Regions from separate parts of the Capsicum annuum genome. Here all the other regions are linked to region 1. The links are chromatin contacts, called in public Hi-C maps. All regions are on one chromosome and are shown on one strand. Each heading gives the region's core, a stretch centred on a gene start, on an enhancer-like site or on the middle of the called end of the contact. The rest is flanking DNA. Distances are from core to core; before and after follow the strand shown. Region 1 has its middle 33 kb from the start of LOC107842026. Region 2 has its middle 29 kb from the start of TRNAR-UCU. Region 3 has its middle 49 kb from the start of TRNAR-UCU.

Region 1 (2,860 bases), core at 204-2,703:
TATAATAAAATTATGGTTGAAGCAGCTGAAGTAGACATATCATAAATACCTATTTTATTTTTTATTAAATATTATTAATTCTCTAATACATAAATCAATTATAATAATTAATTAAAAGTAATATAGTAAAATCACAATTGAAGCAGCTGAAGTAGGCAACACAAACATACACGTAGACTCTAAGCTCTTTTTCATTCACTCTTCTATTATAGAGTAAAACATAAAATTTATAGCTCTTTTTATATCACTTTCAAATAAAAATTGTTTCAATTTGTGCGACACTGACAAAATTTTGAGAATCAATCTTTTTTTTTTTTAATTATGTTTTGTAAATAACTTAAAATTATTTATTGTGATTCATAGTATCTTTTTTACGTAAATCTCAAATAAACTTAAGTAATTCTGAAGAAGTAAAAGAGCGAAATAGTCATCCGCAAACTGGCCTTAAGCTTCTTGAATAGAAATAAGTTGGACTTTGAGGAGCTTATATATAATTTTTAAAATTTGAGCCTAAGCTCCTCTCATTCTCATTGTTATGTCTTTAAAATATTTCAAGTTGTTAATTATTATTATTTAAAGTACTTTTTATAATATTTTCAAATAATTATCTCAATTTATGCAACACCGTAAGAATTTTGAGAAGCAATTGATTTTTTTAATAATTTCTTATAATATTTTTAAATTGATTATTGTAATGTATAGTATTTTATTACGTAAATTTTCATAGATATAAGTAATTCTAGAAAAGTCCTCAAATAACAATAAGTAGGATTTCGAGGAGCTTTTTTGTTATTTTGAAATTTGTTAAATAATAATAAGTGAAATTTTGAGGAACTTAATTGTCATTTTAAAAACTTTTCAAATAATAATAAATAAAATTTTGAAAAGCTTAGTTGTCATTTTTGAAAAACGACCCTAAGTTCCTCTATTCGCTCTTATTATATAAAGTAATAAATATAATATATATATATATATTGTTATAAGCTATCAAATATCTTCTTTTTATTAAATGTGCAAAAGTCAATCTTAAGAGTTTAAGTAATGTATTCAGTCAGTATAAATATTTTTTATATCATTTTGTAGTTTTTATTTGTGGTAATTTAAGGAGATTTAGTATTTGAATAATTTAATACGTAATATATAAAAATTATTTAGTGAGAAGTACAATTTAAAGTCAGATAGATAACATGAGCCGTGCAAGAATAGAGATTGTAGAGACTAGAATGGAGCTTATCCCTGTATTGGATGATTGTACTTATCTAAGCAAGAGACCAGACATTAATAACTACATAGAATAATGTTTTTAGGTATTAGGTACATGTTATTGATACCAGACTTCATTATCTCCTTGTTGAATCTGAAGACCTCAATAAATCAAGGGAATGGGTCCTTTTGAAATTTTCACTAGACTAGGAGGTTCCTATGGGCTATGAATAATAATGTCAACGACTATTGAAAATGAATCTGCTTTGGGGACCCTTTGACTCGTTAATTTTCAGCAGACAATGGTGCTACATGATATCATACTATTGCGTTTAATTCATAAATTTACTTATTTGGTTTCCCAATCTAATGTCATGCACTCATATTTAAAGTCCAACTAAATTTGAATTTGCGATGAAAAGTTTTATATTGAAAAAAAGGCGGAGAGTGTGTATTGGGGTGGAGGTGGGGTTGGGGATTGGGGGGCTTCCTAACAAGGCAACACTCCATAATAGGAAGATTCGAATCCGAGACTTCTAATTAATGATAAAAGAGTATTTATCACTTCATCATAATTTTTGCTTGTAATCCATAAATAGTATCTGGGACATGTAACAAACGTCCATGGGTTAAATAATTCCACGACTTTCTAAAAATTTATTACATCATATTCTCTCCGTCCAACTGTACTTATTCCGTTTTAAAATAAAAATAAATTACTTATTTATAAATTTTAAAAGTAAATTACTTATTTATTGTAATGGATTAAATTACTCTTTTTTATTATTATTTAAGAAATATGTCATATCAAACATGAAAAATAATTTTTCTACAATAATTCTTTTGAATTATTTATTGTTAATTTAAAAACAAATAATCCGACTAATTTGCCCTTCTATTACACTTCTTAATGTGTTTTTTTTTTTTTTGGTTAAACATGATAATATTATATATATATATATATTAGTAAAAACAGGAAAAGTAGGAGGTTTCGGTGTTTATCACACCACCATCAGCAAGGTGTTTATCACATCATCAACAAAAGTCTGATAGAGATCCCCAGAAGTAGCAAAATTATTATAGACCAAACTAGTAGACAGGTTTCCTAGAGTAGTTAACTTATTACAAACACTATATTTAACTAGGTTAGTAGATAAAGTTCATTGGAGATCCTAGTGCAAAATAGAAAGAACTTGATGTGGGGGAGTTGATAGAAGTACGACTGAAGGCTGTTGCATCTGAGTAACCATTTTTTAGAGGGAATCTGCCACACAATTAGCTTCACGGAAGTTGTGCCGGAGCACTAGATTCCCCAACTTCTTCAGCAGCCACCTACAAGACCAAACAATAGAATTAAAAATAGGAGGAGCGTTGGTTAGTATTAAAAATAAATCGGTGGAATCAATTTCAATTTCGAGGGGGCAAAGATTTTTGTCATGGGCTATATGCAATCCTTGAAGTAGGGCTAAGTGCTCTGAGTGGGCTATATTAACAACCATTTTTTTCCACAAAACCCACAACCCAATCTCCACCAGTGTTACGAATGAGTCCACCGATCCCACAGTGAGATCCTCGTTTGGGAAGGAAGGCGTCTGTGTTAAGTTTGAAGACACCCGGGAGGGGTTTGGACCATTGAATAGGGACTGGAATGCAAGTT
Region 2 (2,860 bases), core at 184-2,683, 95 kb before region 1:
AAGTACCCGAGGTTGCAGAATTTTCCTCCAAGGATAAAATGGTTTCACAACCAGAAAGTAGTGGCACCTCAAACATTTTGGTTTTCTTCGAACTCACTCGACGGGAGATGATCACATGGAGTATTTTAGAAGTAAAGAAATGTTTTTCAAGTGTAGAAAAATTTGTACCAAACCTGTGAAAAAATGCAGGTTTATATAGCCATAAAGTGCCCCTTTCGAAAGGTGGCAATGGTTCATCGAAAAGGTGTATCCTTTGGAACAATTATGTCTGTCCATTCGAAATATTGTGTCTTTTTTCTGAACATTTTTCAAAACAGTGTGCCATTTCCTCGAATAGTTGCGTCCCTTCCGAGGCAGCATTTCAGTTTCAACAGTCATTTCTGCACTGCATGCATGCACGTTACGTTTTTCTTTGGATTTTCGGATCACTTGATTTTTCAAGTTTCAAATAATTAAACTTTGTCCAAAAAATTAATCTCATTGATCATTTTTCGAAGCCAAAACTGAGCCGAGTGAGCGAGCGAGCGACGCGAGGAACCTCTTGGTTCTTGCCTCACTTACCATGTGGAGTTTGTTTTTCTTAATATAAACACATGAAAGTTTCATTCTCCCACCAATGTAGGAAAATTAGTAGACTTTCCTTATTTTTAGTACACTTTCCTTTTCAAATGTTATCTCAATTTTTTCTCCACTTAATTTCCTCCATTTTCCATTCACACTTTAACTTGAGCCCAACAGGTCGTGGTCAGGAGTCAGGAGTTGGGTCTTGGGTTGGGGTCAGGATCAGGAGCCGGGTCTAAGGTCGGGTGGTGAGTTTGAGAGAGTTTTGAAAAATGTTTTCGCTACTTTATCTAGAGTAAGTTATTTTTCTAAAAAACAATTTTGAGAAAGTTAAGTTCATTTGGAAAGCATTTTTCAAACATTTAAACCAACCAAATACATGAGAAAATTGAAAAATACCAAACACTCTCGACGAAAATACTAATTCCTTTTTTTTCCCCAGCTAATTTGAAAGAAAACATTACGTTATGTTTTGAAGAACTTTGCATAGGATGCCTAAGAGCTAAAAACTGTGAACACCTAGTCACTAATTTTTTTATTATTCCCAAAATTAGCACATTTCATTTTTTGATATCAACTTTTAAATTATTCGACATAAACTTTACAAATTTCGAAAGTACATACAAATATTACAACATTAGACTTGAAAATTGGTAAATCAAATCATGTATTGATAATTTTGAAAGCCAAATGTTGTCGATAACAACCGACCACACTGCATTAAATAATGTTGGCTTTTTAGTGTGCATAAAACATAAAAATGGAACCTGTTCAATTTGTCCACGAAAATGCAATTAAATTGGTCGTCCCTTTACTTTCTCATATATAAGAAGTGGGAGTGGAGTGGTCAACATATTTGGTTGTGTTCAATTTGAATACGAAAATACGACTAAGATGTGGGAATAGAGAGGTCGATATGTTTGCCTTGTAGGATCGGTCATACTCCTCTCTATTTTAATTTATTTGTCTTATTTTACTCTATTTTCTAAATTTGAAATTGTGTGTGACCAATAACAATTTAAGTGCACTGTTTTATTTTAAAAAATGTGAATTCTTATAAAGAAATAGAATTATATTAAACTTAGTTCAAAGATAGTAAACTATTTTAGACTTTTATTTCCAGAAAATGCAAACAAGAAACGTAATGGTTACAATTTTGTTATGGAAGGGCAGATAGAGAAACATGTGATGGAAACAACACCATAGATAAATTGATTTCTGCTCTTTATTGTCCGATTATGCATTATTGCAGGTTCATGGAGGCCTACATTTTGACGTCCCAAAAATTTGGTAGTCCCATAAATCTACCATTCATAATTGAGAACCGTAATTCTTAGATATGCATATTTATTTAGACTAGTCAAGTGTACGTGTGTTATACGTGTGCTTCTTATCGAGCTGTAAATCGATATAAAATATAGAAAAAAAAATTATTAAAAAATAACAATTGACTTTAAAGATGAAGGATAGTCACGTAAATAAAAATTTGTTATTTTCCAACATCACACAATGGATAATAATAACAAAAATAACAAATAGTAATAGATAAGAAACTACAATAAAATAACATGATTAAACCTAACATTTACACAAAATCACTCAAAGCACAAGTATTCATCTACCAAATGTAAATTACAACAAAACAATATCATAATCAAGATATCAGAGGATAATACAATTAAACCTAACTTTTACACAAGAATTTCTCGAAATCCGGCCGAACATTCATCTACCACTGTGTTAGGTAGAAAAAACAACACATACTAATAGAACAAAAACTACAATAATTGAGATATTAGAATAATATAATCAAACCTAACCTTTTACATAAAAAATTCCTCAAAATCAAATCGAACATTCTTCTGCAATATAAACTTGAACAGAACAGAAACTACAACAAAACAAATGTGATAATTGAGATATTAGAACTATATGATTAAACATAACCTTTACATAAAAATTCATGAAAGTCCGACCGAACACTCATTTATCTACAATATAAACTCAAAATTGATGAAACTACTCATTCTTCTACAATATAGACTCAAACTGGTGAAGCTATTATAGACCGCACCTTCAAAGCTTATTGAGTAGAATTGTAAAAACTCTCTTTTCTCGCATATATATAAAGTAAAATTCTAATAGATTTAGAAGTGTTAAATATTATGATTTCTTACCTAGATCCAATAAAAAATTTTTTAAATGTTTAGGTATAGTTAAAAAAATTTATCGAAGGAATATAAAAATATTATGATTGATAAAAAAGTTAAAAGGAGAATCTCCTTAAAAATAAATTATC
Region 3 (2,860 bases), core at 100-2,599, 75 kb before region 1:
TTGAAAGAAAAGGTGATAGAAAAAGGTTATAATAGCCTTTTTATAATTATGGTCAAATTTGGACCATATTTTTTTTAAAGAAAAATTTAAGTCTCATATGCCATGCAATAATTGTGTGAGGCTTTTAATATTTTGATAAATGAATCTTTTGGGTCCCACTTATCAGAGAATTCTTTCTATTGCTCTTTCCTTTTGGGCTATTTTTAACTTATCGTTATATTTACTCTTCTTCCTTTACCCTATTTCTTTCAAGTTTCTTTTTAGTGCTCTTGATACAAGTAAATTGAAGGTTTTTCTTTTTCCTCTTAGTTTTTGTTTGTCAATATTTATATGCAAATTACATGGTACTTACTTTTTTATTTGTTTATTTTATTTTTAGATAATTTTAATTTCAACTTTTTACATGACATATTTAAAATATTTTGAATTCTACATATTTTTAATTTAAAATCAAAAGATTTAAAGTCTTTTTTTACTTTTTAAACTATGCAAAAGAATAATCAAACAAATAAATTTAAACGAAAATATTGTTTCCATCAGTTAAATGCATGAGTGATAGCTCAACTTACAACAATTGACCATCAAATCACTCAACTTTATTTTGTGTTTCAAAAGTCATGTTGTTTTGCTAGTTAGTTTCTGTAATTATTTTAGCTCGAAAACAATTTTCGATATATATTTAATGATGTCACAATTCTAAATTTTCAAGAAAAGTTATTTTAAAAATTAAAATCAATATTTAGATTTATTTAGGACTAACCCATTCTAAATTCAATCCAATTCTTGACCGATTTCCTTAAAATAATTTTACTATACAGGAGATTATCTTAATAATTAAAAAAATATGATTGTTCTTCAATTTCTAACATTCTAAATATTATAAATGTCCTTAATAATATTGAATCATAATAAAAAATATTATATAAACTCAATTAAAACAGAAAAAGCAGATCCATCACCTCTGAAATCCAATATTAAATTTTTGATATTCAAAATTTTCTATACCAATAAAAAAAATATAATAAAAATTAAAATTATTGTCATGATTCAATGGCCATTTTTTTTTTTTTTGTTAACAAATACGCACAAATAAAAGCTAGGATGGTAAAAAAGAATCATTCTGCTTAGTACCGAAACAGGAGGAAGAAAAACCAATTTGAGAAAAAAGAGAAAGAAAGAAAAAAAACAGTAAACAAAAAAAAGAGCAAATAATAATTTGTCCAAAAAAAGTTAATGGTAGAAAAAGTAAAAGAAATGAATGAATACAGGAATTGATCTGATAGTGGGACCCAAAAAGTCCATTTTTTAAAATATTAAAAGCCTCGTACAACTATCACATGACATATGAGACTCAAATTAAAATTTTTCGTCTGATCAATTTAGCACGAAAAATTTTAATATGAGTGAGATTTACCCAATAATTATGTGGGGGTCTTTTTGCTTTTGACATATATTATTGTGGGATTCATTATGTCAACAAATGTTCCGCCCCCTCATTTCTTCACATTTTCTTTCATTTCTGTTTATATTTCTTTTATTTTTTCTAACATTGCTTCTTTATTTTATATTTGAATCTTCTCTCTTACTTGTATTTTTAACTCTTATGTTAAATGGTTGTTTAGCCATGAAAAGTATAAATATTTTTTTAAAAATTATTTTAAAGTGAAAAAATAATATTCAAAAATTAAAGTTGTATTTGATCATAAATATGAATTGCAAGCGTTTTAAAATTTTAGGAATAATTTAGAGTAAAAATAATTTTTGATATTTTTAAATATCAATTTTTATGAAATTTTTTCACAAAATCAGATGCACAAAAATCGTGAATTTTCACTAAGGAGTCGTTTGATAGAAGGGATAAGAAAAATAATTTCGGAATATGGGATTAACTTTATCCCATATTTGGTATAAGGTATTACTTAATTTCGAAATTATTTTATCCCACCATTTGTACAAAAATGATTGGATTACTATCCCACGGGGTGGGAGGAATAAAATAATCTCATGGGATATCCTTACTTATCCCATCTAGTGTACCAAACGACTCCTAAGAGAGTTCAAGAAATAATAAAAAAAAAAGTATGCGTGAAATTTGAATTTAGAACTTTAAGGTAAATTTTGAACCTCCTAAACCATTGATCTTACTTATAATAGATTGCTTAGGGGATTAAAAAAAAACTATATAGCTATAAAGTCATGGCCACCTGCTCTTTTTCATATTTCTCTCCTTTTTTCAACTCTTTTGCTTTTGTTCACTTTTTTAAATCGAACAACTCCTAATTAATTATAATTAAATTCATATAAATTTTGTACTATTGTCAGGCCCATCTAGTTGCTGCATATATTAATAGAATTGATGTCTAGCTATATAATTTTTTTTTAAAATCCCCTAAATAATATATTAGAGTAGGATCAATGATTTAGGAGGTTCAAATTCACTTTAAAGTTCTAAATTTAAATATATATATATATATATATATATATATATATATATATATATATATATGTATGTATGTATATATGTATGTATGTATGTATTTTTTCAAATTCTTTTACTGAAAATCCTTGATTTTTTCATATATGATTTTGTGAAAATATTTTTAAAAAATTAAAATTTGAAAAATATCAAAAATTACTTTTAATCTAATTTACTCTTAAAAATTCAAAACACTGCCAATTCATATTTATGATCAAACACAACTTTAATTTTAAAATATTATTTTTTCCTTTAAAAATTTAAAAATATTTACACTTTTCATGACTAAACACCCCTTAAAATAAGAGTTAAAGGTACAAATGAGAGAGAAAGATCGAAATATAAAATAAAACGATAATGTTAAAAAAATTTAAAATAAATAGG

What was found. A called contact is a pair of places that touch in the nucleus more often than the background predicts.
Region 2: a contact with region 1 is called in a Hi-C map of bud, with 4 times the contacts expected there. The contact joins two enhancer-like sites. A contact is called at or near these places in 3 of 5 Hi-C or Micro-C datasets (bud, leaf and pericarp).
Region 3: a Hi-C map of placenta shows a contact between it and region 1, with 3 times the contacts expected there. The contact joins two enhancer-like sites. A contact is called at or near these places in 2 of 5 Hi-C or Micro-C datasets (leaf and placenta).

Annotation. Positions count from the first base shown.
Region 1 is chr1:178,648,109-178,650,968 of UCD10Xv1.1, reverse strand. No RefSeq gene overlaps it. Among protein-coding and RNA genes, the nearest start is that of LOC107842026, 33 kb to the right of the region's middle. Within about 2 kb of position 1,453, at least 5 of the 5 cell types and tissues checked have an H3K27ac peak or open chromatin away from gene starts, as enhancers often do. A contact at or near this core is called in bud, leaf and pericarp, where this site is marked.
Region 2 is chr1:178,742,809-178,745,668 of UCD10Xv1.1, reverse strand. No RefSeq gene overlaps it. Among protein-coding and RNA genes, the nearest start is that of TRNAR-UCU, 29 kb to the left of the region's middle. Within about 2 kb of position 1,433, at least 3 of the 5 cell types and tissues checked have an H3K27ac peak or open chromatin away from gene starts, as enhancers often do. A contact at or near this core is called in bud, leaf and pericarp, where this site is marked.
Region 3 is chr1:178,722,705-178,725,564 of UCD10Xv1.1, reverse strand. No RefSeq gene overlaps it. Among protein-coding and RNA genes, the nearest start is that of TRNAR-UCU, 49 kb to the left of the region's middle. Within about 2 kb of position 1,349, at least 2 of the 5 cell types and tissues checked have an H3K27ac peak or open chromatin away from gene starts, as enhancers often do.